2 separate regions of the Macaca mulatta genome follow, and region 2 is linked to region 1. Evidence: chromatin contacts called from public Hi-C data. All regions are on one chromosome and are shown on one strand. Each heading gives the region's core, a stretch centred on a gene start, on an enhancer-like site or on the middle of the called end of the contact. The rest is flanking DNA. Distances are from core to core; before and after follow the strand shown. Region 1 holds the start of BRD3 (bromodomain containing 3). Region 2 holds the start of BRD3OS (BRD3 opposite strand).

The links. Hi-C and Micro-C count contacts between places; a contact is called where the count stands out from the background.
Region 2: a contact with region 1 is called in a Hi-C map of CD4 T cells, with 2.8 times the contacts expected there. The contact joins the promoter of BRD3OS here to the promoter of BRD3 in region 1. A contact is called at or near these places in 4 of 14 Hi-C or Micro-C datasets (CD4 T cells, cortical neurons, fetal cortex germinal zone and 1 more).

The regions. Positions count from the first base shown.
Region 1 is chr15:8,448,541-8,454,523 of T2T-MMU8v2.0, forward strand. BRD3 (bromodomain containing 3) reads left to right here and starts at 2,011. Exons shown (of 12, transcript NM_001194118.2): 1 at 2,011-2,035.
Region 2 is chr15:8,491,964-8,498,530 of T2T-MMU8v2.0, forward strand. It overlaps BRD3OS (BRD3 opposite strand), which reads right to left and starts at 1,957. Exons shown (of 4, transcript XM_077967209.1): 1 at 1,734-1,957; 2 at 1,180-1,425; 3 at 1-1,062. The coding sequence starts at 1,893. The coding sequence ends at 1,241. LOC114672698 (a long non-coding RNA gene) reads left to right here and starts at 2,674. Exons shown (of 3, transcript XR_013405315.1): 1 at 2,674-2,821.

The DNA of each region.
Region 1 (5,983 bases), core at 761-3,260:
GGTCATCTTAGGGCAGTGGGAGGCCCATCAGGGTTGGGGGCATTTGGTCAGCAGCCTCAGACATGCTGGCTGGTCAGGGCAGCCTGCTGTGCGCATGCACCTGGGCTCCTTGAGGTCAAGACCAGGGGGAAAGGCTTTTTGTTCTGGCCTCGGAAGGAGTGCAGTGGGGTCTGTGTAGGTGGTGAGTGGCCATCCTGGTGGCCAGAGTGCTCAAGATACCCAAGGAGATGAGATGCAGACAGCAGGAATGGGCTGCAGCCTCCAAGGTGGCTAACACAGAAGCCTGTAGTTTGAGGAACTACACTGGGGCTTTGGGGACACAACCAGGATGGTAGTTCTTTTTTTTTTTTTTTTTTTGAGACGGAGTCTTGCTCTGTTGCCCAGGCTGGAACGCAGTGGCCGGATCTCAGCTCACTGCAAGCTCCGCCTCCCAGGTTCATGCCATTCTCCTGCCTCAGCTTCCCGAGTAGCTGGGACTACAGGCGCCCGCCACCTCGCCCGGCTAGTTTTTTTTTTTTTTTGTATTTTTTAGTAGAGACGGGGTTTCACCATGTTAGCCAGGATGGTCTCGATCTCCTGACCTCGTGATCCACCCGTCTTGGCCTCCCAAAGTTCTGGGATTACAGGCTTGAGCCACCGCGCCCGGCCCAAGATGGTAGTTCTAAGGGACCTGCCTGCAGATCCTCACCTCCCACATTCCCCCTCGCCAACCTTCCTGTGCTTGAGGACTGCACTTTGTCCATTTTGCCAACTAGAAAGTCACGGCTGGAACCTTGTCCTAGAGTCCTGGGGTGTAAGAAGGTCCTGGGCTCCCAGCAGAAACAGAGGGGCAGGGCTAGGAAAGGTGCTGGCTTCTCCTGCAAACTCATCCTAAGACCCCAGGGCTTTGGGGTCTCAGCCTTCCTGCAAATTGGCTTCATGACCTTGGGCAGGACCCTTTGCCTCACTGAGCCTGTCAGCCTGGAACAGAACACCTGCCTTCTGGGTGTGCATGGGGTTGAATTGTCTCTATGCTGGCACTCACTTTGTGAATATTGCATAGATGTGTGCATTCCAGGCAGTGGAGCTGCTGCTCAACTTGGAATACACCTGGGGACCCCAGGAGCTTGGGGTGGGTCCAGCCCACACAAAGAAACTCGACCTTGCAGTTGGCAGGTTCAGCAGGCACCGAGGAATCTTGTTTTGTTTTTGACTTTTTTATTGGGGTCAATATACACAACGTGTAACCACCTTAAGTTACAGCTGGATTAAAATTGATTTATGTGGCCTGGTGCAGTGGCTCACGCTTGTAATCCCAGCACTTTGGGAGGGCGAGGTGGGTGGATCATCTGAGGTCAGGAGTTTGAGACCAGCCTGGCCAACATGGTGAAACCCCGTTTCTACTTAAAAAATATAAAAATTAGCCGGGCGTGGTGGCGGGTGCCTGTAATCTCAGCTACTCGGGAGGCTGAGCCAAGAGAATCGCTTGGACCCGGGAAGTGGACGTTGCAGTGAGCCGAGATCGAGCCACTGCACTACAGCACTCCAGCCTGGGTGACGAGAGCGAAACTACTTCTCAAACAAACAAACGAAATTGATTTATGTGTAAACGCAAGTGGTCATCACCCAAAACAAGATACAAAACGCGTCCACGGGCTGAACCTTTCAAGATACAGAAAAAGGGCCGGGGTGGCCCTCTCCCAGAATCTCAGCCTGGGAACCTGGTATCTAGTTGCTGCCCCTCACTGGGCAGATGGGGAAACTGGGGCTTGGGGCGAGAATGTCCCCAGGCAGAGCTGGGGACACCCCTAACTCTTCGCCAGCTCTGGGGACTTGGCGCCCTCTCCAGCCACAGCGAACTTGGGCGCCCGCGGCCCAGCAAGTCAGGGGTTGGGGAGATGGGGACACGGAGGGCGCGGCTGAGCGCGGCTCCTCCCCGGGCGGGGCCGACCTGCCGGCGCGCGCCGACGCCCCGCCCCCCGCCCCCGCCCCGCGCGCGCGCTCCCGACAGGCTAATTAGGCGCGCGGTTTGTTTACAAACACGGGCTCCCGGCAGGTGCGCGCCGCCCCGCCCGTGCGCGGCCGGGGTTCGAGGGTGACTCCCGTGGGCCCCGGGGTGCCCTGGCGGGGGCCGCGGTGCTGGCTGCATTCCCGCTTCTTCCACGCCGTCCTGGGGTACCGGAAAATCCGCCGCCAGGCGCCGTCCCCGACACGGGGTGGGGAGAGCCGCGCGGGCCCGGGCGGGGAACGGCCCACGGGGTCCCACCGTTGCTGCCCTGCCGGGCGGGCTCGGGCCCCGCCCCCGCGCGCCCCCCGGGCCAGGCCCGCTCTCGGCCGGGTCGGCGGGGCGGGCGGGGGCGCGCGGGGCGGGGCGCGGCGCCGGCGGGGCCGGGACATGTAGTCCGCGCTCTGCGGCCTCCCCTGGGCGGCCCCGACGCGGGCCCGGCCGCGGACTACGACTCCCGCCAGGCGCCGCGGCGTAGCGCATGAGCCCTGCTCGGCTCCGGCGCGTCTATTATGCTGCCGGGGCCGGCGAGCCAAAGAGGAGCCGGCCGCGCGGGCCGGGAGGGGACGGCCGCTGGAGCCGCGAGGCCAAGTACGCCTTTCTCTTGCTTCCTTGCGCGCGCGGGGCGGCGGGCGGCGCGGGCGGCGGCGGGTCGGGCCGGGCCGGGGAGCGCGGCCCGAGCGCCCCGCGCAGGCCGCCGGCGCGTCCGGGGGAACCGGGAGCCCGGGGCCGCCGCTGCCGCCGCCTTTGTGCGCGGCCACGATGCAACAAAGCGCGGCGGCCGCCCGGGGTCGCGGCGGCGGTAGCGGCGGCGGCGGCGGCGCGGACTCCGCTCCCCTCCGCCCGCTCCCGCCTGGCCGCCTCCGTCCCGGACTCGGGGGCGTCGCTGCGGCCGGGGCGCGCAGCCCGGAGTTGGCGCGGCCCGCGCGCCCCGCGCCAGCCCGGCCTCCGCGCGCCCTCCCTCACGGAAGGGATTTTTTTCCCCCTTTCCTCCGCCCGCCATCTTTCGAAGGGGGGAACCCAGGGAGGACGCGGAGGGGGAAGGTGCGCGCGGCGGCCCCGGCCTGCGGCCGTGCGCTCCGCGGCGCCACTTTCCCCGCGCCTGTCCCGCCGGCCTCTCTCCAGAGCCGTTGCTGGGGCCCGCGCCTGGGGACCGTCGCCGCGCGCCGCTGCCGGGGCGGGGGGCAAGGCTGGGCTCGGGCCTGGGCTCTGCGCGGCCTCCTCCCAGAGTTACGGGCCCAGAGCTGACTTTGAGCCCCCCTGAGTTGTCGGATTATTGCACCCAAACCAGGGGGAGACCCAGTTCCCGTTTTGAAATCAGCCTGAAAATAGCTTAATCCGGGCGAGGGCGAGTTGGAGCGGGAGGGTCGGGGGTGCTTCCCCTCCTTCCCACTTTTGGGGGCCGCCGGAGTGACAACGTGATACAAGCCCATCCGGGGAGAAATGCGCACCCCGAACCTTGTACACCCACATGGCCCTGGTGGGCTCCCTGTGAATAAAGCTGGGGCGTGCGGGAAGTCTCATTCCACCGGTTGCTCGTATGGGGGCAGGGCCGGGATGGGGGCTTCGCGCGGCCTCCTTTCCCTCGAAGGCGGGCGTCCCAGAACTCGGCCCGCCGAGACCCACCGGGGGCAGGGACCTGGCGTCCATCGTGTGAGTTCCTCCATTGGACCCAGTCCTTGAGTGGTTGCGATCCTTAATTTTGGTTGAAAGCTTTCTGCTCAGAAATATATAGCTGGGGTTTCTCCTCCTCAGATTAAACTTGGCCATTGTCTACAAAAGTTAACCAGGAGGGGAGACTGTAGTGCATTGGTGGGCAGAGTAATTGGACTGGAACTGCAAGAGACAGCTTCGTGTGTTCCGTCCTCCCCCGCCCTCCCCTGTGAGAAGAAACAGAAGAGGAAAAGAATTTTCTCTTTCCCTGCTCTTTTGTAGCCTTTTCCCCTTACTCTTTACTTTACTTTTTTTTTTTTTTTTTTTTTTTTGAGATGGAGTCTCGCTCTGTCACCCAGGCTGGAGTGCAGTGGCCGGATCTCAGCTCACTGCAAGCTCCGCCTCCCGGGTTCACGCCATTCTCCTGCCTCAGCCTCCCAAGTAGCTGGGACTACAGGCGCCCGCCACCTCGCCCGGCTAATTTTTTGTATTTTTTAGTAGAGACGGGGTTTCACCGTGTTAGCCAGCATGGTCTCGATCTCCTGACCTCGTGATCCGCCCATCTCGGCCTCCCAAAGTGCTGGGATTACAGGCTTGAGCCACCGTGCCCGGCCTACTCTTTACTTTAAAATGGAGGGTTTCTTCCTGGGTCCATGCAGTGGACCCGGGGAGATTCTGAAATCTGTGCAAAGTTGTGTGGCATTTTTCTGCGGAAAGTAGTTTGTTACTGGCTTCCAACGGGGTCTAAGGAAGGTCTAAATCCCTGCAAGGGGCTGGCCTTATGGGTTAGGGACACCTCCCTCCCGGGTCCTTCCCTGGCAGCCCTGATGCAGCCTCTCATTTGCAAATAAAGGTCTGTGTTTGCCGTTTTCTCTGTTGAGGCCTTGATGTGTGCTGGTCGTTACTGATCAAGAAAGATAAGGCACTCGCTGTGATGGGACAGCGAGCCGGGGCGTTTCTTTCTGACCTTACCGGTAGCCTCGGAGGCCGGGTGCCTCAGCAGGGCACCGGGTGCCTGGAAAGACTGTGGGAGCAGCTCCAGCCTGAGCCCTGCCGCTGGGACATCCGGGGAGGAGGGATTTCAAAAGCTTTCTCCGGGTGGGCAGTCACTGCGTTTTTATTTTTGTTTTGTTTTTAGAAAGCAGAGTAATTACTTTCCTTTGACAACTCGCGCCTGCGTCGGAAGTGAGTGAGCTTTGAATGAAGGACGGGACTTGCAAACACTCCGTGCCCTCCACTCTGAAGTAGTCATACCCAGAAAGTGAAAGTGGGGGTGTGCAAAGCGGAGCAGCCAGGCCTGCTGCAGCCTGCGGTCCCTTCCTCTGCCCTCTTCCTCCAGGCTCTGGAGGTGCCAGCAGCAGGAACCCTGTGCACCAGGTGGGCGGTGATGGCCTCGTCCCATTCCTGATGCCACCAGGAAGTGCCACCACTTTCTCTGAGGCATGGTGGCTCCGGGTTTCCCAAGTAGGGTGATTGGCACAAAACCAACAGCTGTGCTGTGTCTGTCCAGCCGCTCGTCGGCCCAGTTCTCCATGGGAAGAGCCATGTTTTACGGTGGATACACAGGGTACTGGGGCGGGGTGTGGGGAGCCGGAGCCTACCTTTCCCGGCATTGCTGCCTGGGAGGTGGGGGTGTGCCTGAAGTCATGCTGCAGGTGTCTTGGTTTTCAAAGCAGTTGAAGCAGTTGGTCAGAGGATCCTCCTCTTGCTTCCTTGACCCAATCATCAAGGTATAACTGACCTGACGGGGTTCCTGTCCCAGGCAGGTGCCTTTTTTTTTTTTTTTCCGCCTTGAGATGGAGTCTCGTGTTGTCACCCAGGCTGGAGTGCAGTGGCACGATCTCAGTTCACTGCAACCCCCACCTCTCGGGTTCTAGTGGTTCTCCTGCTTCAGCCTCCCAAGTAGCTGGAATTACAGGCGTCTGCCACCATGCACCGCTATTTTTTTTGTATTTTTAGTAGAGACGGGGTTTCACTACATTGGTCAGGCTGGTCTCAAGCTCCTTACCTCGTGATCCACCTGCCTCGGCCTCCCAAAGTGCTGGGATTACAGGCATGCGCTACCGCGCCTGGCTGGCAGGTCCCTTATATCACGAAGCCAGTATCTGGTTGAAGCTAAAAGGTAACTGGATGAATCAAGGCAGAATGCAAGGCTTCTTGCCATAAGAAGGTTTTGGAACTTGTTGGTCTGCCTGGGGCCTTCCTGACCCCTGTGGCTCCACCCCCTTGTTGGAGCAGAAGAGATGTACAGGTGGCAAAGCATGATGGGGCGCCAGGTACATTTGGGTCAGCATTTGCCAAGAATGGCCTTGCTCCTGTGTTTTTGTTGGTACTGCCACCTTGTAG
Region 2 (6,567 bases), core at 707-3,206, 43 kb after region 1:
TCGAAACAGCTGACTAGTAACTGAGGGGACTCTAGAGGGGAAGTGTCCTGTGCACCAGTCACACCGCGGCTGTGCTAAGGGACTCGGGGGCAGATTCTTTGCTGCTTGGGTTCTTACGCCACGGTTTGATCTTCACATTCATTATTCAAAATCTTCCAGCAAGGATTAGAAATCAAGACAACTGAATGAAACCCATGTCTGTTTTCCTTGAAGAGTGGTCCTGGGCTCAGGTGCTCACATGGGAATTACATGATTGCGCAAAACTTGGACTGCCCTGTGTCCCTGGAGACCTCGAGCTTGTTTTTGTCTCGGACCAAGATGGCCTCATTTCCATACTGTGAGTACCACATGCTTCGGCTCCTGCTCAGGTATGTCCCGGGAGGCACAGACTCCAACTTCTGCTGTTGCTGCTGCCAGATGAGCAAGGAGGTGTCCCTGTACCGGAGGCGGGCGTAGCCTTCAGACAAGGCCTTCTCTGCCAGGGGGACGCGGCCACTCATCCCCTCCCCTGTCCTGCTGGACTCCTGGGAATCCTGCTGTTCTGAGATGGCCCACGAGTGGACAGCTGCCACAGGCTTCGCACTAAATTAACGGACAGCTTTCCCAGCTTTGGGGTTTAAGGATCCCTCGTTTAACTGAATGGTAGAAATTAGGAATTCAGCCCATTTGCAGGCAGCGTCCTCAGGAGGGTTGTGTGGCGAGGAAATGAGGCGGCCTCGCCATTCTGAAGACACCTGAGACCCATTCAGGGGACCGCACACAGGTCAGAGCGGCGCCCAGCCACAGCTCTTCCGGGTGCAGCTGTGTGGAATTGATAAGGACGTGGCGTCACACCCTGGGGGGTGATTCTGCCACCATGGCCTGGACCACTGAGTTTGAAGAGATGGATCCAGCGCCCTGAGGAAGGGACATGGTGGCCCCAGACGCAAGCTGCAAGGAGCTCCGGTGGCACGCCCTGCACGCATCTGTCCGAGCCGGCTTTCAGGGCAGCGGCTGTTCTGACCCACCCTGGGGATCCGGCCCCAGCGTCTGTTCAGGTCTCGTCTCTCCCCAAAGATGCTGCTGCAAAGGAACGAACATGCAGTCAGGCGAGGGGAAGTCAAGCGCCCCGGCAGCGGCGGCAGTCTACAGCGCAGCATCAACTGTCTGGGGGTCAGCGGCCTAGATCGAGCTACTTACGTCCGGTGGGGCAGCCTGGGAGCTGGGTGGGGAGTGAGACGGGCGCCCAGTGCCAGCTTTTTCAGTCACTGGGCGGTGCTGGGGAGGCTGCTTGTTGGGGCTTCAGGGTCTCCATCTGTGAAACAGGAGCCAGCGGCGCTTGAAAGGGCGCGGGTTCTCGGCGACGCCGCCAGGCGTCAGCCCCGGGACCGGAAGGGGCCCCCAGGGCCGCCTTTCTGCTCCGAGCATCCAGCTCCCGGGAGGCCCCTGGACCCAAACAAAAACGATGTCAGGAGAAAACGAACAGGGAAGCATCGCAACCCACTCCCGAACGCCCTCCCAGCTGCGCAGCGTCAGGGACCTCCCGTCCTGGGATACCCGCGCTGGGTCAGCCTCAGCGTCCCGAGCCCCCATTGCGCGTCCCCCCCGCCTGCGCGCACCCTGGGGCCCCAGTCGCATGGCCCGCGGCCCCCATCCCCGTGCCCCAGACCCCACGCGCTCTGGGTCGCCCCATCCTCCAGTCCCCTATCGTCCGCCCGCATCCCCGGGTCCCCCACGTCGCCCACCCCAGTCACCGCGCGTCGTGGGCCTCGGAGACGCGGGCAGCGGGGCGAGGCGCTGCAGGGCTCCCAGGGCGGGGCCTGGGGCCGCGGGGCCGTGTCTCCATGGTAGCGCCGCAGGCCTGGCGAGCCGAGCGCAGAGGCTGGGCAGGCGGGTGCGACGAGCCCGAGCCATCGATCGCTCCGGGAGGCCGGGCCGGGCCCGCCCGGAGTAGGAACTGGAAGAGGAGGAGGTGGGGCTGGAGGAGGAGGGGCTGGATGGCGAGGGTCTGGACAAGGAGAAGGGGCTGGAGGAGGAGGGGCTGGAGGAGGAGGGGCTGGAGGAGGGGCTAGAGGAGAAGGGGCTGAAGAAGGAGGGGCTGGAGGAGGAAGGGCTGGAGGAGGAGGGGCTGGAGGAGGAGGGGTTGGAGGAAGAGCTGGAGGAGAAGGGGCTGGAGGAGGAGGGGCTGGAGGAGGGGCTAGAGGAGAAGGGGCTGAACAAGGAGGGGCTGGAGGAGGAAGGGCTGGAGGAGGAGGGGCTGGAGGAGGAGGGGTTGGAGGAAGAGCTGGAGGAGGAGGGGCTGGAGGAGGAGGGGTTGGAGGAAGAGCTGGAGGAGAAGGGGCTGGAGGAGGAGGGGCTGGAGGAGGGGCTAGAGGAGAAGGGGCTGAAGAAGGAGGGGCTGGAGGAGGAAGGGCTGGAGGAGGAGGGGCTGGAGGAGGAGGGGTTGGAGGAAGAGCTGGAGGAGAAGGGGCTGGAGGAGGAGGGGCTGGAGGAGGAGGGTCTGGAGGTGGAGGAGCTTGAGGAGGGGTTGGAGGAGGAGGGGCTGGATGGTGAGGGTCTGCGCGAGGAGGAGGAGGTTTGGAGGAGGAGGGGCTGGAGGAGGAGGGTCTGCGCGAGGAGGAGGAGGGGTTGGAGGAGGAGGGGCTGGAGGAGGAGGGTCTGCGCGAGGAGGAGGAGGGGCTGGAGGAGGAGGAGGGGCTGGGAGCGGAGGAGGGAGGAGGGTTTGGAAGAGGAGAAGGGGCTGAGGAGGTACTGGAAGAGAAAGAGGAGCAGGAGCTGGAGGAAGACGTGGAAGAGGAGCTGGAGGAGGAGGAAGAGGAGGAGTGGGGACGCCCACAACCGTGTTAGTAAGACACTGCTGTACTGTATGGCCTTACCATCTTGGTGGTTTTCCAATTCTGCTTGTGTAGTTACTTTTGCCACTGCTGTTACTGTTTCTATTAGCATTCTTACTCCCAATAATGGATACGATTATTTTTAATTAATTAAATGTCTGGGTATACTGTCTCAAAAATAGGTCTTCACTTTGGGAGGCCAAGACGGGTGGATCACGAGGTCAGGAGATCGAGACCATCCTGGCTAACACAGTGAAACCCCGTCTCTACTAAAAAATACAAAAAACTAGCCGGGTGAGTTGGCGGGCGCCTGTAGTCCCAGCTACTCGGGAGGCTGAGGCAGGAGAATGGCGTAAACCCGGGAGGCGGAGCTTGTAGTGAGCTGAGATCCGGCCACTGCACTCCAGCCCGGGTGACAGAGCGAGACTCCGTCTCAAAAAAAAAAAAAAAAAAAAAAAAAAGGTCTTGAATTTCTCCATCTCACCCAACCAAGCCAGGCCTCTATAGTGCTCATTTGGGCTCCTCAGCAGCCCCATGAACGCGAGATCTACTTCCTTTTTCACTCCACCTCCAATCATACTCCAATAACACTCTTAGTATCTACCCCTTTCCCCTAATTTTATGGTTTTCTCCAATGCCAATGAACAAAACTAGCATAATGGAGCCTGGTGTGGTGGCTTACCTCTGAGTCCCACCTACTTGGGAGGCTGAGGCAGGAGGATCCCTTGAGCCAGGAGTTCGAGGCTGCTGTGAGCCATAATCATGCCACTGCGCTCCAACTGAGACCAAAGACCAAGACCCCATCACTAAAAAAAAGAAAAGAAAGAAAATGAGCATAGCAGACATCCAAGGAGGATGCTTAGCGTGAGCACTAAGCCCACAGTTGTGGAACGCACATTCTTTTTTTTTTTTTTTTTTTTTTTTTTTAAGAGGGAATCTTGCTCTGTCACCCAGGCTGGAGTGCAGTAGTGCGATCTCAGCTCACTGCAACCTCCGCCCCCCAGGTTCAAGCGATTCTCCTGCCTCAGACTACAGGTGCCCGCCACCATGCCCAGCTAACTTTTGTATTTTTAGTAGAGACAGGGTTTCACCATATTGGCCAGGCTAGTCTCGAACTCCCGACCTTGTGATCCGTCTGCCTCGCACTTTCTTTACAAGTACCTACACAGGTCGTTTAGCAAAACTGATCGCGTGCTGGACCATAAATAAGTTTCAACAAATTTGAAAGCGTTTAAATCTTACGTGATTTCTCAGTCTTTCGACCTGGGAAAAGACAGCAACTGAAGATAAACTGCTTTCAAGAGACACAAGAACAAGCCTGTATACAAAGACCCATTGAACACTTTTGCCTCTATCTGGCGGGGTGTGGTTTTTCACACCTGTAATCCCAGCACTTTGGGAGGCCTAGGCGGGCAGATCACTTGAGGTCAGGAGTTCGAGACCAGCCTGGCCAACGTGATGAAACCCTGTCTCTACCAAAAATATAAAAAGTACTCCAGTTTGGTGGCAAGCGCTCATAATCCCAGCAAGCGTCCATAATCCCAGCTACTACTGAGGCAGGAGAATCTCTTGAACCCAGGCGACGGAGGCTGCAGTGAGCTGAGATTGTGCTATTGCACTCCAGCTTGGGTGACAGAGTGAGACCCCATCTCAAAAAATAAACAAAAAATTTGCCTCTGAGTTAATATGATTTGTTCTATGCCTTGAACTAAATAATTTGAATAGTTACCTGTAAGCTTCCTTTTCCTATTGTTGTCAAAACTATATAGAACTCATATTTCTGTTTGAAACATTACTTATATTTTGTTTTCCCGAGTCAAAAAACCGTTTTTCCTTTTGAGCTATTTTATAGCTACAACAATTAAGTAAAAAACGAAGATTACCCCCTCTTTCTGCCTGATATCTCCAGAGTCTGAAAATGACTTAAAATCCCATTGGCCCCAATCTGATTTGATATCAAGCACCCTCCCTCTAGGCCCAGGGACGATTGCAGAAGAGGTAACTCATGAGATTGTAAGGGCTGGTTTCGAGGGATAAAATGTGTTCAGACCCTCTGAATCAAAGACGGTTCACAAATACCTAAATAGCTGATAGCTCAATACATAAAACTTAGGATAAGTCAATTCTGTAACCTCACTTTCTGGATTTTGGTTTTTGACTCAGCTTAATACATAAAACTTAGAGGTAAGTCAATTTTCTAACCTCACTTTTTGGATTTTGATTTTTGGCTCTTACACAAAAGGTTGGGGTTTTTTTGTTGTTGTTTTGTTTGTTTGTTTTGTTTTGTTTTGATTTTTTTGAGATGGAGTCTCACTCTGTGGCCCAGACTGGACTCGGCTCACTGCGACCTCCACCTCCTGGGTTCAAGCAATTCTCTTGCCTCAGCCTCCCAAGTAGCTAGGATCACAGGCATGTGCCACCATGCTGGTCAGGCTGGTCTCAAACTCCCGACCTCGTGATCCATCCGCCTGCGTGGTGGTGGGCACCTATAATCCCAGCTACTTGGGAGGCTGGAACAGGAGAATTGCTTGAACCCGGGAGGTGGAGTTTGCAATGAGCTGAGATCACGCCATTGCACTCCAGCCTGGGCGACAAGAGTGAAACTCTGTCTCAAAAAAAAAAATAAAAATAAAAAAGGCTTTAAAAATTAAAAAAAACAAATAAATAAAATCCTAAGCCCCCCCAATGGATTGAACAGACCTCCTCTTGGCTAAGGGAACCCCAGAGAAACCTGAAAAACAGCATTCCTGGCCGTGACAAGAAGGGAGGCTGGACATGCCTCATTCTTCCCTCTCCCTTTTGGAATTTAGGCACCACTGACCAGCATCATTGAAATAGAGGTCGTGACATTGACAAAACAGAGTTTTTGTTTTGTTTTGTTTTTTGAGACAGAGTCATGCTCTATTGCCAGGCTAGAGTGCAGTGGCATGACCTCGGCTCACTGCAACCTCTGCCTCCTGGGTTCAAGCAATTCTCCTGCCTCAGCCTCCCGAGTAGCTGGGAATACAGGCGCCCACCACCATGCCCAGCTAATTTTTGTATTTTTACTAGAGACGAGGTTTCACCATGTTGGCCAGGATAGTTTCAGTCTCTTGACCTAGTGATCCACCTTTCTTAGCCTCCCAAAGCACTGGGATTACAGGCGTGAGCCACCACGCCCAGCCAAAACAGACTCTTTATGGCAACAAGATACTAAATTCTAACCAGACCCTTGTATAGCATCACATGACAGATAGCAGACCCTGAAGGAAAGGAAAATATTTTACCCCAAAATGTATTTCTTTTTTTTTTTTTGAGATGGAGTCTCGCTGTGTCACCCAGGCTGGAGTGCAGTGGCATGATCTCGGCGCACTGCAATCTCCACCTCCCAGGTTCAAGCAATTCCCCTGCCTCAGCCTCCCGAGTAGCTGGGATTACAGGTGCATGCCTCCACACCCAGCTAATGTTTGTATTTTTAGTAGAGACGGGGTTTCACCATGTTGGTCAGGCTGATCCTGAACTCCTGACTTCAGGTGATCCACCAGCCTCAGCCTCCCAAAGTGCTGGGATTACAGGCGTGAGCCACCATGCCTAGCCCCCAAATATATTTATTTGACTTATTTTGGAATGTCCCTGCAAAGCCGTCTTCTGTGGGGGAAATTTACATCTCTAAAGCATCTCCATTAGGAGCCTGGCCTTTCCTTTCTAGGCCTTTCCTGGATTTAGGAGAAATTAAATGAGAGTCTAATACAGGGGGGTCCAATCTTTTTTTTTT